Regions from separate parts of the Anas platyrhynchos genome. Here regions 2 and 3 are each linked to region 1. A link is a contact called in public Hi-C data. All regions are on one chromosome and are shown on one strand. The core of a region is the stretch at or near the end of the contact, and the rest is flanking DNA. Distances in the headings are between cores, read along the strand shown.

Region 1 (3,247 bases), core at 400-2,899:
ATAGGAATTAAGTTAACATGAGATTTCTAAGGTGCTTTAACAGGTACTTTGTTTCTTGATTAAGAGTAATCTGATAGTCCTCTCACGTCTCTTCTCTAAGGAAAAAGGAATATTAAAGATATTTTTCCCCTTCTGACAACATAGAGAAGAGTGATACGTGCATTCTACGCTGCTCAGTCATCAGAATGCCTGAAAAAGCAAATGAAAGGGAATTCTTAAATCCCCAGTGACAAAAATTAAATTAGATCTAAAGGTTTTCAGCACTCAAAACTGTTATTTAGTTAACACGTGACAACTGTTGAAATGTGATAGGATTACTGATTTGTCATGAATAAAAAACAAAATTAAAAAATCCTACTGATTGGTATCTATTAATTGCCATCTTCCCCTACATTTAGTGGTGGAACTGAAGCTCAAAGATAAAATTCAGACCTCCCAATTTTCACTTGCAGAAGATGTCCGAGATGCTCTTTGTCTTGCAAGAGCATTCAATTTTGCCACCACTTTCTGTTTCCTGCTAGTAGAAACATTTTCCGTAGGGCAGGTTTTATCAGGCTGCTGTTCTTGGGAACTCTCATCTTCATTAATTATACAGTGGCGTTTGGCAAAAACTTTCCTAACAAGGATATCACTGTCCTCGCTTTCATCGCTGTCGTGCAGTACCGAGCTGTTCAACCTCTTACGCTTCCCAGGCACAACACATTCATCATCTGTTATTTCCCCGCTGTGGATTTTCTCTTCCTGATCCAAAAAGCCATTCTTCAGAACAGCTTCATCTTTTTCGCCCACTCCATCCTCTGACACGGTGGATTCCGTGGACTCTTCCTCCTCGGAGGTAAGCGAGGATTCGTCATCGCTGTCAAACAGCAGGCGCTCCCTCTTGGTGCGCCTCCAGTCCACGCGGGATTTGGCTGACAGCTCCGTCCCGGCCGTCTTGTTTCTTGTTTCGTACCTCCTGACACCTGCTGCGGCCTCCATCGGGAAGCTGTGACAACACACCACGATACACACCGGTGAGACAACGGACCTGTTACCTTATCCCAAAGGATGAGGGCGATCTGGCACATTTTACCATGTAAAATTATAGTATTTAACGAGACCATTAGTGAGACACGGAGAAAACATCACCACACCACACTCAGGACTTCTGAGGAGCGCACACCTTCCTCAAAACACACACAGGAGCACAAATACCCCCACCCAGCCCGAAAAAATTGAAAAAACCTTTAAGTATACCCCCCCTCCCACACTGGCCGAGGCAGAGTGCTCGGACCTGCCACCTCAGGCCTCCCCCGGTGTCCCCACCGGGCCCTGTCCCCCCCCCAGTGGGGCTGGGGCGCCCCAACGGGAGCCGGGTCGGGCCCAACGGGGCCCATCCCTCTCCCCCCGCCGCCACGGCACAGGCCGATGGTCCTCGTCGCGCCCTGTCGCGCCATATCGCGCTATATCGCGGCATGTCGCGCTCTGTCGCGGCCCGACCCCACCGGTAGTTACCGGGAGCGGTTCCCGCGCCTCAGTGCGCGCGCGGGCGGCCGAAGGGAGGTCACCGCCCACACCCCGCGCTCCGCGCACTCCGATTGGCTGCCGCGGCCTGTCACTCAGCCCCCGGCATGTTTACGGAAGTGCTGGCAGGTCATGGGGGAGGCGGGGCTGTCACGTGGTTTGCCCAGGGTTCGCAGGTTGGAGAGTCGGAGGCCGCGGGTTCGAGTCCTGCCCCCGCCCTCAGGTCCCTGCCTAGCAGGCGGGGTTAGCACCGGGATATGGTGGCTCGGTTGTGATCGCGGTTCAGCTCGGTGCATTTGTGTTTCTGAGGCTCTGTGGGCTTGCTAGGCGTGGGGCAAGAGGGATTCTGGCGGCCACTGGTAGCTGCAGGTCGTAGAATCATTCATATAGAATCACAAAATGCTTGGACTGGAAGGGACCTTAAAGCCCACCCAGTTCCACCCCCCTGCCACGGGCAGGGACACCTCCCACCAGCCCAGGTTGCCCAAAGCCCCATCCAGCCTGGCCTTGAGCACCTCCAGGGATGGGGCACCCACAGCTTCTCTGGGCAGCCTGGGCCAGGGCCTCACCGCCCTTACAACAATAAAGCATTTCTTCCTAGTGTCTAATCTGAACATACCCTCTTTTAGTTAAGAGCCATTCCCCCATGTCCTCTCCCTACACCCCCTGACAAGGAGTCCCTCCCCAGCTTTCCTGTAGCCCCCTTTAGGTACTGGCAGGCCGCTGTAAGGTCTCCCCAGAGCCTTCCCTTCTCCAGGCTGAACAACCCCAACTTGTCAGCCTGTCTTCACAGGAGAGGTGCTCCAGCCCCTCTGATCATCCGTGTGGCCCTTCTCTGGACTTGTTCTAACACTTCCATGTCCTTCTTGTGCTGGGGGCCCCAGAGCTGAACACAGGGCTCCAGGTGGGGTTTCAGGAGAGCAGAGCAGAGGGGGACAACCCCCCCTCTCGACTTCCTCACCACGCTGCTCTTGGTGCAGCCCAGGATAACGGTTGGCCTTATAGGCTGCAAGTGCGCACTGACAGCTGTGTCAAGCTTCTTATCCACCAACACCCCCAAGTCCTTCTTGTCAGGGCTGCTCTCAATCCATTCTCCACCCAGCCTATATTTGTGCTTGGGATTGCCTCAACCCAGATACAGGACCTTGCACCTGGACTCGCTGAACCTCACAAGGTTCACACAGGCCCACCTCTCAGGCCTGTACAGGTCCCTCTGGATGGCATCCCTTCCCTTTAGCACGTCAACCCCACCACAGAGCTTGGTGTCATTGGCAGGTCACTAAGACCTGTACAAAGGCTTCCCTGGGAAAGCAGCTTCTTCGCAGCTGTACACTACTATCTGCTGTTTTGTGAGCAAAACCTGGTAATTTTCACATGTTCTATTCCCAACTGTCGGGGGACATGAGAACAGAGGTTGTTGAAGCTGCAATTATGGGGAGGTTTGGGGTCACCAGGCTGTGACCCACCCACAGCTGAAATCCCAATGGTGCTTGTGCTTTGGAAATCCTCTGCCAGCCAACTGTCCTCCATGGGCTGCCCTGGAAGAAAACAACACTTTATTTGACAACCGTAAATCATAATTTGGGTATGATGCCTGCTGCTCTGTGGTTCCCTTCAGTGAAAAATCAGCAGCTAGGTGACATACAGATGTCCTCCTAGAGCCGGTGCTTGAGGAGAGAGCTATCAGCTCCATGCAGAGCTCTTTTTCTTTGTAATAACAACTTAGGAGCACACACACAACTGC
Region 2 (3,247 bases), core at 273-2,772, 250 kb before region 1:
AGCACATGCCCTCTGAGGAGAGGCTGGGGGAGCTGGGCTTGTCCAGCCTGGAGCAGAGTGGACTTTGGATGGATCCATGAGCACCCCTAGAGCCTTCACAGAAGGTATTGAGGAGATGCACTGCCCAGAGAGGTTGTGTGGTCTCTGTCCTTGCAGGTTTCCAAGCCCAGGCTGGAAAAAAAGCCCTGAGCAGCCTGACCTGCCCCCAGTGCTGTCCCTGCTGGGACAGAGTGCTGAGGCACTCTGAGGTCCCATCCCTCGCCTGCCCCATGCTCCTACACCCTACAGCAAGATGTGCTTTTGAGTCACAGCACGGCTGGGGGTGGAAGGGACCTCTGGAGATCACCCAGTCCAACCCCTGCCGAGCAGGATCACCTAGAGCACGTTGTGCAGGATGGCATCCAGGCAGGTTTGGGATATCTCCAGAGGAGGAGACCCCACAGCCTCTCTGGGCAGCCTGTCCCAGCGCCCTGTCACCTCACAGTACAGAAGTGCCCCCTCATATCGAGCTGGAACCTCCTGGGCTTCTGTTTGTGCCCATTGCTTCTCATCCTGTCAGTGGGCACAGCTGAAAAGAGACCGGCCTAATCCTCTCAACACACTCCCCTCAGATATTTATCCACATTGATGAGGTCTCCCCTCAACTTCTACGATGAATTTCACCTGAAACGTAATTATCAAGTGTTTCCACGAGTCGTGAACTTCAGACCAATGTAATTCTTGTGCCTTCAATCCCAAATTCATGTAATACCAATAGAGAAAACTGCTTTTTTTGGGTATAAATACAGTACGTGGATGCTGTATTTGATGGCTGCTTTGCATACTTCTCATTTCCTCCCCGATAACCTGTGCAAGGCACGGGACGCCTCTTTCCAGTTTGTGTGACTGAAGGACCTCGGAAATCACCCAGAGAGAATTAAAAGGCCATTAAGACTGCAAATTAGAGCTGGAAGGGGACACGTCCCCGCGGATTTGTTGCTGAAGGCTCAGACCAAGGCCCAGCCTGGCACACAGCGAGCGCCCCTCGGGGTGCAGCACCAGGGATGCTCCTTGCACCCCTCCTGCCGCCCCAGCAGACCCCCACCTTTACTGCTCCCTCCCCAAACCCACCGAAGAAACATGGCTTTAATTAGCATGATTACACACTGACGGCGGGGGCACCTCTACCAAACCTTTACAATTCATTCCTAAATCGGCCGCATAGCGGCTGCCCCAGCGCCGTGCCCTGCATCCCTCCGAGCACCCTCTCCCCCCCACACCCCCAAATCCCAAATCCCACACCCCGCTACGACCCCGGGCGGGTATGGAGGGCAATGGGGGACGACCCTGCCCGTTACCTGGAGAGGGAATCGCCGCTGGGCGGCCTCCCCACGGCCGCCGGCCGCCCGGCGCCGAGGCTCTCGCAGCTGGAGCTCTCCTCCATGCCGGGCGGCGGGGCGGCCCTCAGCCCCGGGCGCAGGGAGCGGCCATGGCGGCCCGGCGTGCTGCGCGGGGAAGGGCGGGCTGAGGCGGGGCGGCTCTGCCTCGGCTCGGCCCCCGGCTGCCGCAGCCTGCCCTCACCCCTTGGGGGGATCGGCTGGTGGTGGCTGGGGGTGAAGGGGGAGGCTGGGGTTGTGTGTGGGGTGGCGGGGCAGCGAGGGAAGAGGGGTGGGCATGGGGGAGAGGGTGGGGGGCGGAATGGGCGAGGAGCCACCCGTGGTAGCCTGGCCAAATCCAGTCACTGTTCGCCCTTCCTTTCCCCTGGGCATTCACCCTCTGCATCTGGACACCAAAGTCATTCCTAGAGGCTTGTAGCCTCTGTCAGTGGCATTATTTCTGTTACACTAGCCTGCAGGAGGCACAGACCCCCCCCCCTCCCCCCATCCCCCCTTATGCCAAGCTCTGTTCACATACTAAAAAAGAATTGTGCTCCCAAAATCCTTAATCACCCTTATACAATGCTTAATCACTCAAGGATCCCATCTGAAGATGATGGCCTCCACCAGGCCCAAATTGCTCGGCTTCACAGGGTGCCGGTGTGGATCCGCTGTGCACACGTGGAGGAAGAAGTTGTCGGGCTGACAGCTTGAGTACAGATATCACGGGTTGTGCCCATTTCTTTGCCGTCAAAGATCGCTATCGAAACACAGGTAGTTCTGCAGGAAGGGCAACGTTCAGTTCCTTGAAGCAATCTGGCGAGCGAGAGAAGAGCTCTTTGCGTTATTTACAGACTGGGGAACTGCAGCTGACGCTCCCCTCTCGCACAGGGCGGGTGCTGAACACGCAGCTGTTTTGACAAAAATCCTACAAGGCAGACAAGAAACCAAAACACCGGGGACCTGTTAGTAGGCAGGTGGGTTTCCACTAAACCCCGCTCATCCATGCTGCCTGTTGGTAAAGCAAACACCCAATGCCATGAACATCACCCCAAATGGCCATCCACTTGAAACACAAACAGCCTGAACGCTCTGTGGCTGTCAATGGTTACTCAAACATCCCTTTGCTCTCCAAAGAGCGAGCTGGGTGATATATCTCTGCCTATTTCCCGTTCTGTTCCTGTCGCTGGGGTATAACTCCGGAGCACTTTGAGTCACTCACAGGCCGGTGAAGACGAGCAGGATGTTGGAGCAGCCCCGCCTGAGACAGCGCTAGGCTGCTGTGAAATTTCCTCCCTCGCTTTTCCTGCAGCGTCTTTCGGCTGCTGTTGAGCAAGCTTGATGTGGGATGGTTTTCAAGCTGGTTTAAACTTGAAAGCACGGCTTTGTTGAAGCAATTTTTCACTGTATTTTTTTTTAATTTCGAGTTCTAAAAAAAGTTTATAAATTGGCAAATGAGTTTGTCTAGCCTTTCTTTTTAGTGTAAAAAACTGAGCTCGTGTAAACTTTTCTAAAATGCAAACTGTTTTCTGCTTAGAAGTGAGATTTCTGTTTTTAAAATCAATTAAAATTAATTATGAGTGTTTTATCGCAGGGTTAAAATCAAAACAAGATGCTTTGACATTATCAAAATGATTAATGGACCTGTCCTGATTTTGTTCTTGCTGTAAAAATTTTTCAAACGTTGATTTTTTTCCCCCTAGTTTGAGGCGGGAAACCTTTTAGAAGTGCCATTTGTTAGCGGAAAATGTAAAACTGTTTTCCCCCACTCCTTTTTGCTTCAGCTTTCCGTCCCCACCTGCGTCTGGGCAAGCAGACTGCCAGAGCTGCGTTTTGTCGGAGAGGAGCTGGCAGGGGGTGCTGTAGCAGCGGTGGATGTGCAGCTGTGGGAA
Region 3 (3,247 bases), core at 492-2,991, 200 kb before region 1:
GTGTGACAAAACAATTGTTCACGAGGCTCCTTAACAAAGGGCGCGTTAACTACTTGAGTGTTGCTAGTGATGACAGATAATGCATACCGATAATTACAACAACACTGCTGTAATTTCTGCATTTCTCTGAATTGCTGATAGGTAGCTGACAATTTATAAATCCAAAATACCTTCATTAAATGTCACAGTGTGATTCCCTTTCCTATTGTGCAATAGAGTTACTACAACGCTTAGGCTTTAGGCACAGTCATGGACTATCAGAGACTCTTGAATCATGTCCATCCTGAGGAATTTGACCCGACTTACAAAACACTGCCTAGGTTTGTTCCTGTGCTGGAACGGGGAGCCAATGTGCTCGGGAGCCAAGCCAACACACTCGCTCTGCCCAGTTGCCAATGTATTCTGGGAAATTTCTGCCCACAAGCTGAGCTTCAGCTTGTTTCTCTTCATCGTGGCTGATGCCTCAGCAGAAAATCCGGCCTGCCCTTCTTTGTTACCCTCAATACCATGCGAAAATCAGTGCTACAACACAGTACAAGGATCAGTACAAGCTCCCATATGAGTTATCATTGGTTACAACAGCTTTCTCCTATCCCAAATAAAAGAGCAGACCTGTGTTGTTTTGTTTGTTTGTTTTTGTTTTTGTTGCTGGTGGTGTTTTTAGTTCTTGCTTTTATTTTAAGTCATGTATTCCCCTGCATTTATAGACATACAGTCATTCAGTTTTCAGAAACCCTTTCTCAACATTTGGGAGCTGGCTTTTGGTTTTACACTGAATAACTTGTGTTACGAACAAACTTTCTCATTCTGTAACTCCCCTCTTGTTCCAGACCTTCCGCTCTGTTGCATGGCAAAGGTCCTGGCCTTAATCCCACTGATATAATTGCTTTATTAAGAACCTGATCATCAGTCCCCACAGTTTCCTTCCTAATTTGAGCAGACTTTCTCTCTTAGCCCATTGACATTCCAAACCTTGTCAGATAAAAGCCTTCACCTCTCCTTATTTACATAAGAGACCTGAAAGGAAGTACAGGCAAGACAGGGAGCAGAAAGCAGGTATCTGCTAAAACTCAATCAAAATAGATCCATGTTGACAGTCCCTGGTTACGTCCCCAGCTCTGCTTTCTGTACTCAACCACTGCACCACTTCCACAACCAAGGATAAATCCCAAGGATCCCAATATCCTCCATTCCAGAATCTAGAGATGTCAAAGCAATCCTACAGTGAGCTAAAGCATCTTAAAGTCTGTTCTAACCAGTGCCAGTTTGAAAGATCCTTTGGGAACTTTTGTCACTGGCCAAGACCCTTCTTGCATGGATTCAAACATGAAATATTCCCTGTGCCTACAACAGCAGTGGGCAATATAAATCTGGTTATGCTGGCTTTCTTGCTACTTCCTCGCTACTTGTCTGTGTTTCAGTTGCCATTTGAAGACAAATGCCCATATATTCCACTTTTCCATGGCTTTTCCTGCAGTTATGTTGTTCCTGGCTAATGTTTTGACCTGGCAGTGACGTGTTCCTCACTGCCCACCTGACAACCCCTGCTTTACTCCCTCTTGCTGCATCTTATTGACTTTTGAACTTTCTTCACATTTACATTTGTCCAGAGGGATTTTCTCTGAAAACTGGCCTTTGCTAAAGTCCTCTGTGCAACTGCAGCGCTCCCTCCCTTCTGCAGTGACTCAGATGAGTAGGCCCAATGACTCAGTGGTTTGGAGAGCTTAAATATCAAGGGACTATTGACAATAGCCTTCCCTAGCTTGAGTAAGGATTACAAAGCTCAGTGCTTTGGGACTGAAAGACTCCCTCAGCACCCTCCCAGTTCTTTAGGTCGTTTGTACCCTCTCTTCCCCATATTGCAAAAGCATAATCAGGTGGTACTCGGAGGAGAAATTGGAAATAAAGCTGCCTTCTTTCCTGTGGTTGCTTAGGCATGATGCTGGGACCTTTAGGGAGCAGAGTCAGCGTGACGAGATCAGCACTATCCAGCCTCTGACCTCACAAGACCCAGAAGTGTCTCAGCATTTTCTCAGCTTGCACCTTCTGTCACTTTCCTCCAAGAAAGGGGAACATAAGCTCCTGAGACCATTGCCATATTTCCACTAACGTGCAAAGAAATTGCCAGACAGGCTCTGGACAAACTGGGAACAGAAGTTTGAAGGCTGTGGATGAGAACAACATGCCTGGAGCTTCATGTCAGGCCTTCCCTCCTGTCCACCACTATGAATGCACCCAACAGCATGAGGTTGCATGGCTCTAGCAAAGAGGAGGAAGCCAAAAAATAGAGGTTTCCAGGAGCTAGAACCATCGGAAAAGCACACAATGGCAGATGAGAGACTGAGAAAAAGACAGAGAGAGGTGCTAAATGGGTAAGAGGGGAAAAAAAAAAGCTGTGAAGAATTGATATTGATCTAGCTGAAAGTTCCTTTCCATATACACATAGGAAGCATCCAGTTCTGGATAACAGTCTGGATGGTAATAAATAAAGATGTTATCCAGATAAATTGTGTTTACATGTTTGCTTTGATGTAGGTTAACAATAAGGAGTAGAGAGGATGAAAACATCCTCAAATAATCATACTCTTAAAAGATTATATTAAGCTTTGATACACTGTTGATACATTCAGGCAGGAAGAAAAGATTATTTAAACAGAATGTGATTTTTACATATGTAAGTAATTTATTTGTGCACATTTTTGTTCTACTTTCTAGGGGAAGGAAAATGTGATGTACTGTGAGTGGCTAAAAACTTCATCTTGACATTTATCTCATTTGTTGAAAACAGATCCCTCTGAATTGATTTAATAAAAGCTCCAAGTGCCAAGTTTCCTGCTTGGAGCAATTGTTTTCAACAGTCAATGAAGGTATTTCAGTTCCCCTCCCCTCTTTTCTTTTTTTTTTTTTTTTGTTCCAACGTCAGAAAAATACCATTTTTTTACTTCCAAATGTCCACTCTTTTCATTATTTCTTAAAAGTTTTCAAGTTTGACAATGATGTTCGACAAATGCTTCCTTTTTGTTTTGTCCAAACTCTTGTAAATTCTTTCTCCTGCCAAACCTATAAGTTACCAAACGAAGATGGGAAGGAATTAATACCAAGCTTTGTTGGAGGTACTTAGATTTTTGGCAGTGTGCGTGTTCGAACACATTAAAAGCAAACAAACCATTTGCTTGTACATATTTGCAAAAAGCTATCAAGTTTTATGACAATAAGAAGGCAGCTGCTTAACTACTCCCCTAGCATT

What was found. A called contact is a pair of places that touch in the nucleus more often than the background predicts.
Region 2: a Hi-C map of subcutaneous adipose tissue shows a contact between it and region 1, with 2.7 times the contacts expected there. The contact joins the promoter of MTMR2 here to the promoter of CCDC82 in region 1. A contact is called at or near these places in 2 of 8 Hi-C or Micro-C datasets (skeletal muscle and subcutaneous adipose tissue).
Region 3: a Hi-C map of subcutaneous adipose tissue shows a contact between it and region 1, with 2.7 times the contacts expected there. The contact joins the enhancer-like site here to the promoter of CCDC82 in region 1. A contact is called at or near these places in 5 of 8 Hi-C or Micro-C datasets (F1 follicle, liver, skeletal muscle and 1 more).

Annotation. Positions count from the first base shown.
Region 1 is chr1:195,308,819-195,312,065 of IASCAAS_PekinDuck_T2T, reverse strand. CCDC82 (coiled-coil domain containing 82) reads right to left here and starts at 1,649. Exons shown (of 8, transcript XM_072032766.1): 1 at 1,495-1,649; 2 at 433-985. The coding sequence starts at 978.
Region 2 is chr1:195,560,679-195,563,925 of IASCAAS_PekinDuck_T2T, reverse strand. MTMR2 (myotubularin related protein 2) reads right to left here and starts at 1,522. Exons shown (of 15, transcript XM_005012851.5): 1 at 1,338-1,522. The coding sequence starts at 1,423.
Region 3 is chr1:195,513,060-195,516,306 of IASCAAS_PekinDuck_T2T, reverse strand. All of the region lies in intron 2 of MAML2 (mastermind like transcriptional coactivator 2), which reads right to left. Among named protein-coding and RNA genes, the nearest start is that of MTMR2, 48 kb to the left of the region's middle. Within about 2 kb of position 1,741, at least 3 of the 8 cell types and tissues checked have an H3K27ac peak or open chromatin away from gene starts, as enhancers often do. A contact at or near this core is called in subcutaneous adipose tissue, where this site is marked.